Regions from separate parts of the Sus scrofa genome. Here all the other regions are linked to region 3. Evidence: chromatin contacts called from public Hi-C and HiChIP or PLAC-seq data. All regions are on one chromosome and are shown on one strand. The core of a region is the stretch at or near the end of the contact, and the rest is flanking DNA. Distances in the headings are between cores, read along the strand shown. Region 1 holds the start of YIPF5 (Yip1 domain family member 5). Region 2 holds the start of ARHGAP26 (rho GTPase-activating protein 26). Region 3 holds the start of NR3C1 (nuclear receptor subfamily 3 group C member 1).

What was found. Hi-C and Micro-C count contacts between places; a contact is called where the count stands out from the background. HiChIP or PLAC-seq counts read pairs in DNA pulled down with a chosen protein or histone mark.
Region 1: a contact with region 3 is called in a Hi-C map of embryonic fibroblasts, with 2.0 times the contacts expected there. The contact joins the promoter of YIPF5 here to the promoter of NR3C1 in region 3. A contact is called at or near these places in 1 of 5 promoter capture datasets (liver) and 3 of 47 Hi-C or Micro-C datasets (embryonic fibroblasts, fetal skeletal muscle and liver).
Region 2: an H3K27ac HiChIP or PLAC-seq map of alveolar macrophages shows a contact between it and region 3. The contact joins the promoter of ARHGAP26 here to the promoter of NR3C1 in region 3. A contact is called at or near these places in 1 of 47 Hi-C or Micro-C datasets (embryonic fibroblasts) and 1 of 2 datasets of contacts at active chromatin or transcription factors (alveolar macrophages).

Annotation. Positions count from the first base shown.
Region 1 is chr2:145,666,362-145,670,031 of Sscrofa11.1, reverse strand. YIPF5 (Yip1 domain family member 5) reads left to right here and starts at 2,101. Exons shown (of 5, transcript NM_001077225.1): 1 at 2,101-2,210. The coding sequence starts at 2,101. LOC110259671 reads right to left here and starts at 2,095. Exons shown (of 3, transcript XM_021085167.1): 1 at 2,057-2,095; 2 at 1,043-1,797. The coding sequence starts at 2,095.
Region 2 is chr2:144,299,216-144,302,793 of Sscrofa11.1, reverse strand. It overlaps ARHGAP26 (rho GTPase-activating protein 26), which reads right to left and starts at 1,543. Exons shown (of 23, transcript XM_021085449.1): 1 at 1,021-1,543. The coding sequence starts at 1,174.
Region 3 is chr2:144,927,806-144,931,306 of Sscrofa11.1, reverse strand. It overlaps NR3C1 (nuclear receptor subfamily 3 group C member 1), which reads left to right and starts at 1,610. Exons shown (of 10, transcript NM_001008481.1): 1 at 1,610-1,979.

The DNA.
Region 1 (3,670 bases), core at 852-3,351, 740 kb before region 3:
CTTGTTTGTTTCATTTTGGGGAGGTGTGTGTGTTGAGAGAAAAGTTTTTATCAGTGACATTTTATTAGCCCTTTGGAAACTGATCCCAGAGCAATGGCCAGACTTCTTTTATGAAGACCATGGGATTTTGGTCCCAGCATGTAATGTAGGAGACTCATGATATAAATTTTAGTACTGTAAACCCTGGACTCACTTCTGATCATTGGTTAACACCAGGGCACTTGGCCTTAGGGCAGTCAGGATTCTCTCACTTTAAGAAAGCGATGCAACTTTCTTAAAAGTTAACAATCTAATCGTTTCACTCACTAGTTCATAACCTTCAGTGGTTTCCCTTTTTACAGCCAACACGGCAATTCCATGAGACACTCTATTCCCCAACCCTTGTCTGTAGCACTTGCCTACGCAGCTCGGCTCACTTGCTGCTCTAATCACCCTGTCTTCATTTAAACCAGTGATTTCCAAAATCTAATGTTGCCTGAGACATTTTTAGTTGTCACAAGGGTTGCGGGGGGAGGGGTTGCTGCTGATATCTAGGAGGTAGAGTTCAGAAATGCTGCTAAACGTCCTACAGTGCAGACAAAAAAAAAAAAAAAAAAAAAAAAAGAAAAGAAAAAAAATCATTTGGACCAAAATGTTAATAGTGCAGCGATGGAGAAACTGATTTATACCCTTCCTGCACCCTGTTTTCCCTAACCCCAGCCCTTGCACAGCGGCTCTCCCTGCCTGGAATATTTACACTTTTCTCTCTCCCGACTCTCCTTTCCTTTTCCTGTTGCGTTCTTTTCTAAGTCCTATTCACCCTTTTGATCATCACCTCTTCAGAGTGGCTTTCAAGATTCGTAGTCCCAGTTGAATACTACACCTTCCAAAGAATTACGGGGCGCTTAATATTAGTAACGATTTTATATGTATTTACACGTTTTATGAGCAATAGCAACTAGCTTGTATTCATCTTAATATTCCCTGAAGCTAGCATAGTTAGCACAGAGTTGATATTCAACGTCGCATTCAGTGTTATGAAATGAACATTTAACAGCCTCACCTATAAAAGGAGAGTAGCAGAGTAACCATTTCGTTAGTTTGTAATAAATAATACATAGACTCTAGCACGGTGCTTGAAAAGCAGTGAGTCCAGAGAGACCAGGGATCTGCAGCCGCGGTGCACAAGAGAAAGGCTCCGCTCCTTCCGCTGCAGCACCTACGCGCCTTCCCCCAGGAGCTCCGACTACAGAGCAAGGCTCCCTCCCAAGTGGCAACTAGCAACCGCGGCGCCTGCGCCTTTCTACCTTCGCCGCCGACCCAGCGGCCGGAAGTGTTCGCTCCTCTCATTGGCCCACCGCACTGCGCACGCTCCATATCGCGCCCTCGTACCCCCTCCCCCAACACGCTCTCGGTACTCCAGCCCCGGCCCCAAATCTGCCACCACGCCTGCGCGAGCGGGCGTGCCCCGGAAGCAGTTCTTTGGCCTCCTGACACGTAGCAACGGGGCCGGTACCGGGTCCTGAGCCGAGTTTGGGGGCTGCTGGGGGCTGCGGGAGCCACCGCCGCCGCCGCCGCGTTAGGTGAGTGTCCGGTTCCGTGGCGCAGTGTTCGGCTTCTCCCCGCACCGGGGCAGCGCGGCTTATGGCCGCCTCTCGGCGCCGCGCCCGGGTCCTTTCGCCCAGCCCCTCGCCCCTTCTCCGGCTGTGCGGAGACGCGGCCGCTGCCGCTCCGGCGCCGTCTTCCAGCAGCTTGCGTTTCCCCGGCAGGCCCAGCCGTATTTTGCAAGGAGGCAGTCGTGTTGTCGGCTGTAAAGCCCTGTCCCAATGTGAGGAATCAGTCCTCTTTGTCACTGGTGGTATTTTAGGCCCCACGGAGCCACTCCTCCTCCCACGTCCCGGCCCCAGCCCCTGCTCCAAGGCGTACCAGCTCCTTGAAATGAGGTGTCTTCCCGGCCTTGACCTAGAGACCCGACCCACCCTCCCAGTGTTGCTCCCTGGACTTCTAGAACGAGTATTTGCTGCCTTGGGAGGATATTTGCTTAAGTGTCAGGACCGAATTTAGGAGGGCCTTGCACATACACAGTCTTCGCTGTTTCTTTTCTATTGCAGAGCATCTGCCATGTCAGGCTTTGAAAACCTAAACACGGATTTCTACCAGACGAGTTACAGCATCGATGACCAGTCACAGCAAACCTATGACTATGGAGGAAGTGGAGGACCCTATAGCAAGTAACTTTTCAACTTTGCCATTTATTTAGTCACGGTTGTAGTGAGACCGTGTACCCCAGGTGTTTAATTCTGCTAAGACTGAATGTGTGAACATGTTCTTTATCAGGATCGTGACTTCTCATACTCTTCCTGCCTCTGGAGAGATCGGTGACTCTCGTTCGGTTTGGAAGGGGTTGCTCTATTTTAGTTTGGTATCTTCTGCCAAGTTTTCAGGTGTGACACGAATGGAAAAGTGGATTGTTGAAGAACCTTTTCCTAGTGACAGTATTTGTGTATCATTTAAGATAGGGATAGGAGCTTTAAGAACTTGGAAGATAGGCTGTTTAATCCACTGACCTAGGTAAAAATGAAACCCTTTGATGACCTGTTTAGCGGTTAAATCAGTCCAGCTTTCAGTCTTGATATATCAAGTGTTAGTGAAAGCGCTCGGTGACACTGCTGAAGGGTCTAAGTTCCCTACTGTGAATCATCAGGTGGTTTTCATGTAGCAGAATTGATAATCAGTTTTATTACTCTTCATCCCAAGACTTGATGGTCAGTACACACAAGTTGCCAGTTGTAGGTAGAAGAGGGAGACTCAAAACCTTTCAACCCTAAACTGTTGAAAACAAAACATAAAAACAAAACCTGATTTTTTTCTAGTCCCTGGTGTTTGTGGCAAAAAACAAAACCCCCCCCCCCAAACCTGAAGGCTTTCTATCAGTCTCCTCTAGGACATCATATTCTTACTTTCTTAGGACCTTAATCTTTTCAGCCCCCCCAATCCAGTGAAGGAGTTTCGTACAAGGGGTGACTTAAGATTTTGTACAACTCCCTCGAGACTCTTATGAGAACTGCCAGCCTATTTCTGAGAGATCCTTGCATACAGGCACCCACACTAATGTGCGTATAATGTCTGTACAGTTCATGTGTATCTCTGTGTTTCTGTGAACCTGAATTAAAACTCTCATGAAGACGCCCAGGATGAGGGCAAGGGACAGGTGTGTGTCCAGTCTGAGGCAAGCATTAGTACCAGAATGTGTTTGCATTAAAACATCTGAATGAAGGTGCCCAAGAATTTTAAAAAGCAAAAATCAAATTCAGCCCAGTGGTGTGACTTGTTTTGTACAGGCTGTACTTGCTACAACTTCTAGACCCCTGGAATCTTCTGAATTCCATGTATTCTAAAGCTTTTCTACCCCTAAAGCGTAGCCCCTTGAAGAGTGGGAGTGAGCATGTGAAAAACACTATCTGTGAATCACTTCTTTTCTTTCTGTTAAAGTCTCAATTATATGCCATTGAAGATTTACCTTTTTGTCAGTTAATTGGACAGAATTAGAAAAATCATGTTGCGAAACTTCCATTCATTTATCTAAATACGTATTTTTTGTGATCTTGAGAGTGCAGATAACTCTAAGACTGGCCAGAGTGCTGTAACAGGGCTTTGGGAAAGTTGCCTCTGTGTGTAGGCCTGTTTTTAA
Region 2 (3,578 bases), core at 294-2,793, 630 kb after region 3:
GAGCACCCTTGTTTGGCCAGGAGATAAGGCTGGCTCTGCAAAAGACATGGGGAATCATACAGAGAAGGCAAATTTCATTTCTCCCCTGCCAAAAGGCAATTCGCAAAAATGGGTTTACAAAAGGTTCGAGAATCTTTAAGGCTGACTTTAAACTTCTCCATTCTGAGCGGGGAGGGGCGGGGGCGGCGCTGAGGCACTTCCTTCTCAGACCTTCGAGTTTTCAAGGATATTGGGAGAGGTAACAAGGAGAGCGAGGGAACGGCAGAGGGAGAGAGCGCGGATATGTTCGTTCTATTTTTAAACCCTCGCCCACAGTTTAGAGTAAAGGAACACTCTGATTCTGTACTCCCACCCTTATCACCTTCTGCTAAACACAAGAAGCAGAACCTGCACACGTACGTGGCCCTGACTCTACATCTGGGGCTTACAGGCTGCCAATACGCCCAAGAATCGGGAGCTGACCATCCCACCCAGCCCTTCACCGGGCAGCGGCTGTGCCTTTCGGAGAACCCGGCGGCCCTAAGCAGGCTGGAGCTGTGTCCAGGGGGCACATCAGGCACAACCCGCCCTGTCCCGAGGGGAGGCAGCGCCCCCTTGGACCGGCCCGCTCTATTCCCACGGCTGGGCGCCCAGGGGTAGGCAACTCTTCTCCCAGGGAGCCGGAGTGGTGGACGCCAAGGGCTTTCCCAACGGGCTGCGGCGCGCCAGGCATTCCCGTCCCACGCCCGGGACACCTGTGTGCCGCGCACCCACCCTCGGCGCCCCCAGCGCCACTGGCGCTCGGTCACCTCCGGACCACCCCAGAACGCAAGCGACCAGACGGCAGATCTCCTTCCTCATCGAACCGTTGCTAGCTCGCCCATTTTACGCATCCTCCCCGCCTCATTACAAGCATCCACACCGGTCCCCCGGCGCCCGGGAGACAGAAATCCAGCTGGGCGCGAGACCCCCAGAGCTCAGCGCCGCCCGAGGGCCCCTTCCCCCCCGGGTCACCGTCCCTGTCGGGCTAGGGGCACTTACTCTTGAGCGCGCTGATGAGTGACTTCCCGTCCTTGATCAGCTCCTTGATGAATTTGTTGGTCTTGTCCAGCTCCGCTTCGTGCGACTTGAGCGTCTCTCGGAAGTGCGGGCTGTCGAGGCAGCAGTCGCTGAATTCTAGTGCGGGGAGCCCCATGGTGCCCACCGCGCCCAGCCAGGGAGCGAGACTCCCCCGGGGCCCCGGCGGCCCACGGCCCGGAGCACGCACGCGGCGGGACCCGGGCCGGCACCCTCGACGGCCGCCGGCTCCACAGGTGTGGCGCCGGCTCGCCTTCCGCGCGGTGTCGGCAGGCGCGCACGACTCCCGAGCCGAGCCGGGACCCGGAGAAGGGCGGCTGCTCCGGCGGCGTGCAACTGAGCGGCCGGCGAGCAGGAAGCGCAGCGGCGGACCCGAGGCAGCGCGGGGAAGCGAACGAGCAGTCGAGCGAAGGCAGCCGCCGCCTCGCCAGCTCCCCGCCTCCTTTGCTTGTTCGCTTTCCAGCAGCCTCGAGCGCCCTCTCACAGCAGCCTCCGCCGCCCAGCCGGCGTCCGGGCCGAACGAACCTGCTAGCGATGACCTAATCCCAGCCGGACCAATCAGCGCCCCGCCTCAGCCCGACCCCCCGGCCTCCAGGGGACGCCCGGCCCTTCCGCGGCCATGACCCAATCAGCGGGGCCTAGAGGCGTGGTCTGGGCTAGGGGGCGGGCCCACGACACCGCCTAGGTCCGCAACGCAAGCTCCGCCCTCTCCCGCCCGCGCGGTGTTGCAGACCCGGAGCCCAAAGGGTGAGCCCTGCAGCTTGAGCCCCAGTCACCCAGGACCTTGCCTGCCTACTGCAACCCGAATCCCAGTCCGAGATGGTGCGTCTGCAGGCCTGGGGAGTGGAGGAGCCTAGATGTGCTGAGCGTGAAAAATCTGGGAATTTAGGGCTGCAGTTCCCCTCCCACTGCAGGCAATCGAGCTTGCACACAAAATGCAGCCCCTGCCCCGGGAGGACCTCGAGTGCACCAAGCGATCACGTCGCCCCTAGGCACACGCTCCTTCTTCCAGTCGGGCAGAAAATATTTGCATCTTAAAATTACCAGCGCTTCTTGCCTGCAGTCTTCCCGCCCCCTACAGTCCGGCCACTCCCGCTCAAAACCCGCCCACGGCTACCCCCAGCAGAAGAATCTAACATCCTTATGAGAGTTTCAGCTGCCTGTTGTTTTTCTACTGGGTACCTAACACAATTTTACATAATTACGTCCACTGCCTCTCGTCCTACGCTGCACAGTGAGCTTCACGAGCGCGAGCCAACGCAGTTTTCTTGTGCGCTGCGGCATCCCTGACACCTAGAGCAGGGAATGGCATTTAATAAAAGATACTGGGTGGGAGCAGTTTCCCAGGGCTACCTGAGATGCTGTCTCCTGGGCTTAAGTCCTAATTTCACCCCAAATAAAGCTTAACTCTGAAAAAAAAAAAAAGATACTGGGTACTTACCATGTGTGCTAGGGCGATTGATAAACATCTGTGGAATAAATGAATTGATCCTTTCTCGTGTCCCTCTCCCTCCCACCCCCCAATGCATTGCCCTGTTGCCCTTCCGTTCCATCATAGGAATTAATCCAAGCAGTTCACTCACTGCCCTCTCGTCAGGCTGGATCCCAGTGTCTAGTGCTGAACTGTGAACTCCTAGAGGAAAGGGACTGTCCTTGAATAAATTATCTGTATGTCTAGGAATTAGCAGCCCTCCAGTTAGATGGTTTGGTGTGTGCGTGTTTTGCTTTTTACATAACTGCTATATGCAAGCACTAGGTTAAAAGCAAAGATGGATAGCACAGAATGAACTTGACTGCTGCTGGTTAGTGGGAGAGACAGAGAAGAGCAATGGCAAAGCTGCGTGGTAAGTCAAGATGAAAGGCCTGGGTGCTTGGGAACATGGACAAGGGAGCCAGAGAAGGCATCTATATTGAGATTACATGCATAAATGAATGAATGAATGTGATATTTGCCAGTTGTAGCTATAAATTTAGACTTGATAGGAGGCCCAAACAGCTATCAGATGGGTAATTAAAACCCTGAAAATAGTTATCCCTCAGTTGCCAAGAATGAGAAAGATCTGGAATGGAAATTCCAAGAAACTAAATCTGTTTAATCCTATATCTTGAGCACTTAAAAGTAGGTATTCTGGCTCTAAAGTGGTATTATAACACACATCACACCAAAATTTAATGGACTGAAACAACTACGATCATTTTATTTTCTCTCGTAATCTCTGTGGGTCCGGAGTTTGGGGGCATAGCTTGGCTGGGTGATTCTGGCTTCCGGTCTGGCATGTGTTTGCAGTCGGATGGTAACAGAAGCATCTCCCTCTCTTCGAGTGGCCTCAGAGCTTCACTGTGTGGTCCCTCTCCGTGGTCTAGTTGAGTTTCCTCATTGCATGGTGGCCTCAGGACCCCAGTGTGAAACTTCCAGCTCCTCAGAGGAAAGCAGAAACACCTTTCAAGACCTAGCCTTGGGAGTTCCCGACGTGGCTCAGAGGAAATGAATCTGACTAGCATCCATAAGCACGCAGGTTTGA
Region 3 (3,501 bases), core at 361-2,860:
TTCCCCGAGTCACAAAAATCGTAATATGTGCGGCCCAAGGTAGGAGGCTCGGTCCCAAACGTTCCCAAGCCCTCTGGACGCGGCGGGCCGGGGAAGGGGGCTGGGGAGGGGGCCTCCCGCGCGGACACCCCTCACCGCACGCCCCTCTCTTTGGGGAAGGGCCACGTGTTTCCTTCGAGCCGAGGAGGAGGCGCCTAACGGGCACAGCTGGAAGGAGTTTAATGCTGACATTTTAAAGCTGCGTGTGTTCTGTTTTATTTGGAGGGGCAGGGGTCCCACGAACACGAAAGGGTGGGCGACGCTTTGAGGAGAGTGCAGCAAATGTCAAGATTCGGGGGCGAGGGGCCTCCACGGGAAACTTGGATGCGGGCCCTGGAGGGGGTGGAAAGAGAGGTCAGGAGTTGCGGGGTTGGCGGGGGGAGGAGGGTGTACTTTGCAAGCAACTTACTGTTTCGCCTGCAACTTGATTTGGGGCCTGCCACCTCCTGCTTTCCTTTAAAAAATAATTAAAAAGTGCAAAGAAATCTAGTTCGCCGGAGGTTTTGCATTTGGCGTGCAACTTCCTTCAAGTGTGAGCGCGCTAGGAGGGAGGGAGGGCGGGCTGGGGGTTGAACTTGGCAGGCGGCGCCTTCTTCTGCCGCCGCCGCCGCCTCGCAGACTCGGGGAAGAGGGTGGGGGACGGTCGGGGCGCGGGGGAGGGTGGGTTCTGCTTTGCAACTTCTCTCCGGGTGCGAACGAGCGGCGGCGGCTGCAGAGTGGGCCGCCCAGACGATGCGGGGGAGGGGGACCCTCCGGCACGCGACTCTCCCCGGGCCCAGAGTACGTATGCGCGGACCCCCTCCGCTCCCCGAAGCCTCCCCAGAGGGCGTGTCTGGCCTTCCAGTCCCGCAAGCGGCCGACGCGCTGCGGCACTGTTTCCGTGCAACCCCGCAGCCCCGTGTGAAGTGACACGCTTCGCACAGTTCGGCCCGGGGGCCACGGCGCGGACCACCCCCGCGGCTGTGCTGCGGGCCGCGCCCTGGCTCCCGCAGCCAGCCCGCTGTCACCCGCTGGGACGCCGGCGGCGGTGGCCGCCGAGGGACAGGGCGAACCCCGGAGTGGGTCCGGAGTCGCAGAGCTGGGCGGGGGCGGGAAGGAGCGGCGAAGAGAAACTAGAGAAACTCGGTTCCCTCCGGAGCCCGTCCCAGAAAGACCAGGTCGGCCGCCGCCGCCTCTTTTTTCCTGGGGCGGGGGGGGGGGTCGGGGGACGGGGATCGGCCCCGCGCGGCCGGAGGGCTGCCTGGGTGGGGGCCGTGCCTGGGGCCGCCGGCGTGCAGGCGCCGTCGCGGCCGGGGCGGCGGGGCGGGCGCGGAGGGCGTGGGGGCGGGGGCCACGGCCGCCCCTGCAGTTGCCGAGCGTCGCCAACAGGTTGCATCGTTCGCCGCCGCCGCCGCGCGGCCCCTCGGGCGGGGAGCGGCCGGGGGTGGAGTGGGAGCGCGTGTGTGTGCGAGTGTGTACGCGCCGTGGCGCCGCCTCCGCCCGCCCCCAGCTCGGTCCCGCTTGCTCGCCGCGGCCGGGCGGCCCTTTCGCGTGTCCGCGCTGCCTCCCCTCCTCCTCCTCCTCCTCCTCCATTTTGCGAGCTCGAGTCTGTGACGGGAGCCCGAGTCACCGCCCGCCCGTCGGGGACGGGTTCTCGTGGGTGGAAGGAGCCGCCGCGGCTGGAGCGGCTGGAGCGGCGGGGCGCCGGCAGCGAGGACGCGCGCCCGGGAGCCCCGGCCGGCGGAGCGGGGCGGGGGGCCGGCTTGTCAGCGGGGAAATGGGGGACTTTCTTCGCTAGGGGCCCTCCCCTCCCCCCATGGAGAAGGGGGCGGCTGTTTACTTCCTTTTTTTTTAAGAAAAAAAAAATCGCTCCCGCTCCTCCTGCTTTCACACGCTAAGTTGTTTATCTCGGCTGCGGTGGGAGCCGCGGACGGCGGCGGTGAGCGGCGCCGCGGGCAGAGGTAAGGGGAGGGGAGCGGCAGGCAGGACGGGCCGGGGCCGGGGCTGGGGCCGCGAGGGCGCTCGCCCCCCGAGGTGCGGGGCTGGGGCTCGGGGGCCGGCTCCCGGGCCGCCGCCGGAGCCTGCAAACTTTTATTAGCCGCGGGGAGTGGGGGTGGGGGCCAGCGAGGGCCCGGTGGTGGTGACGAAAGGGCAGCGGGCGGGTGACAGCGCTGGCCTCTTCCTCTCCCTGGGCCGCGGTCCCCGGGCCGGGCCGAGGGGGAGGAACCCGAGCTCGCAGCGAGTGGAGCCTCGTCGAGCCGCCCGGGTTTCCAGCCTCGGCTTCCCTGGCCAGGCGTCCTTGCCTCTGTGTGTTGGCCCCCACGTCCCTTTGCTTTTCGCTCCCAGGAGGGCCTCCCGGACATCCCCTTTGCGGGTGAACGCTGAGCCGCATCTGGATCCTACTCGCCCGAGTCTTTGCACTCCACCGAGAGCGCCCGAGCGCGAGCAGGGTCTGTGCCGAGGTGCCAGTGCGTCTCCCTGCTGGCGGGCGCTCAGGGTGTGTGTGTCTGTGTGTGTGCGCGCGTGGACACATGCGGGGGGCTGACAGCCTGCCCCTCGGAGACTTGGGCCGGGCTGGCGTTGTCTGGTGGAAGTGGGCGTGTCGGGGGAAGAACTCAACAGGTCTGCACACATTTCTCTTTGAACCCCGCACTTGCTTTCGCCCCCTCCTCCGAAGGTTTGTTCTTTGGCGCTCGGCATCCCTTCGCGTCTGACGTTTGGAAGCGGCCCCCTTTAGGAAAAGACCCTCCCCAGCCATACTCGCTGCGTGGTGCGGTTTGTGACACGCGCTGGTTTGTCGCTGGGAGATTGCAGACGTGGTAATTGCAGCCCTGTAATGCCACTTAAGACCCCTGGCCATGGTTCGTTAAGGCCGATTACTGGGACAGGGTTATTTGCAATGTAAACGGGGGTATTAGGTCCTTTGAGGGTTCGTTTCGTTTTATGGAGTATTGTTTTGGTTTCGAGTTTGAAGGCAGCTGTCAAAGCGGCCTGGAAATTCATTAGGCTCCAGTTGATTCGTGGTGTTTAGAGATCGTTATCAGGTAAAGGCGGCGGAGGGCGGGGAGATCAGCAATTCACCTTAAAGGTTTGTAGTGGCAAGTCCCCCACCTCGGTCTGCCCTGATCACTTTCCCGGAGGGCCAGTCAAGTTTGTGCTTCTTAAAGCCTCCGTTCAGGAAAAGATTTCCTTTCCTTGGATGGGATTTGACTGTAGTGTCGCAAACGTGCGTATCAAAGCCTTCGCCCGCCTCTTCCAACGTCTTGGTTGTTGAGGCTGCTCACAACCTAACTCTCCTGAGGATAGGCTCAGAATTAGGAGAAGTGAAGGTCTGGAATGCAGAGAAAATTATTCTGAGTATTTTTATTAGGTGTTACTTTACTGGGATTTATATGAATGTGATTCTGCGGTGTTTTTTTCCCTCTGTTTTTCAGTATTCCGATATTTGGAAAGGAAAAGTCTTCTTTTAGCGATTTAATGGTA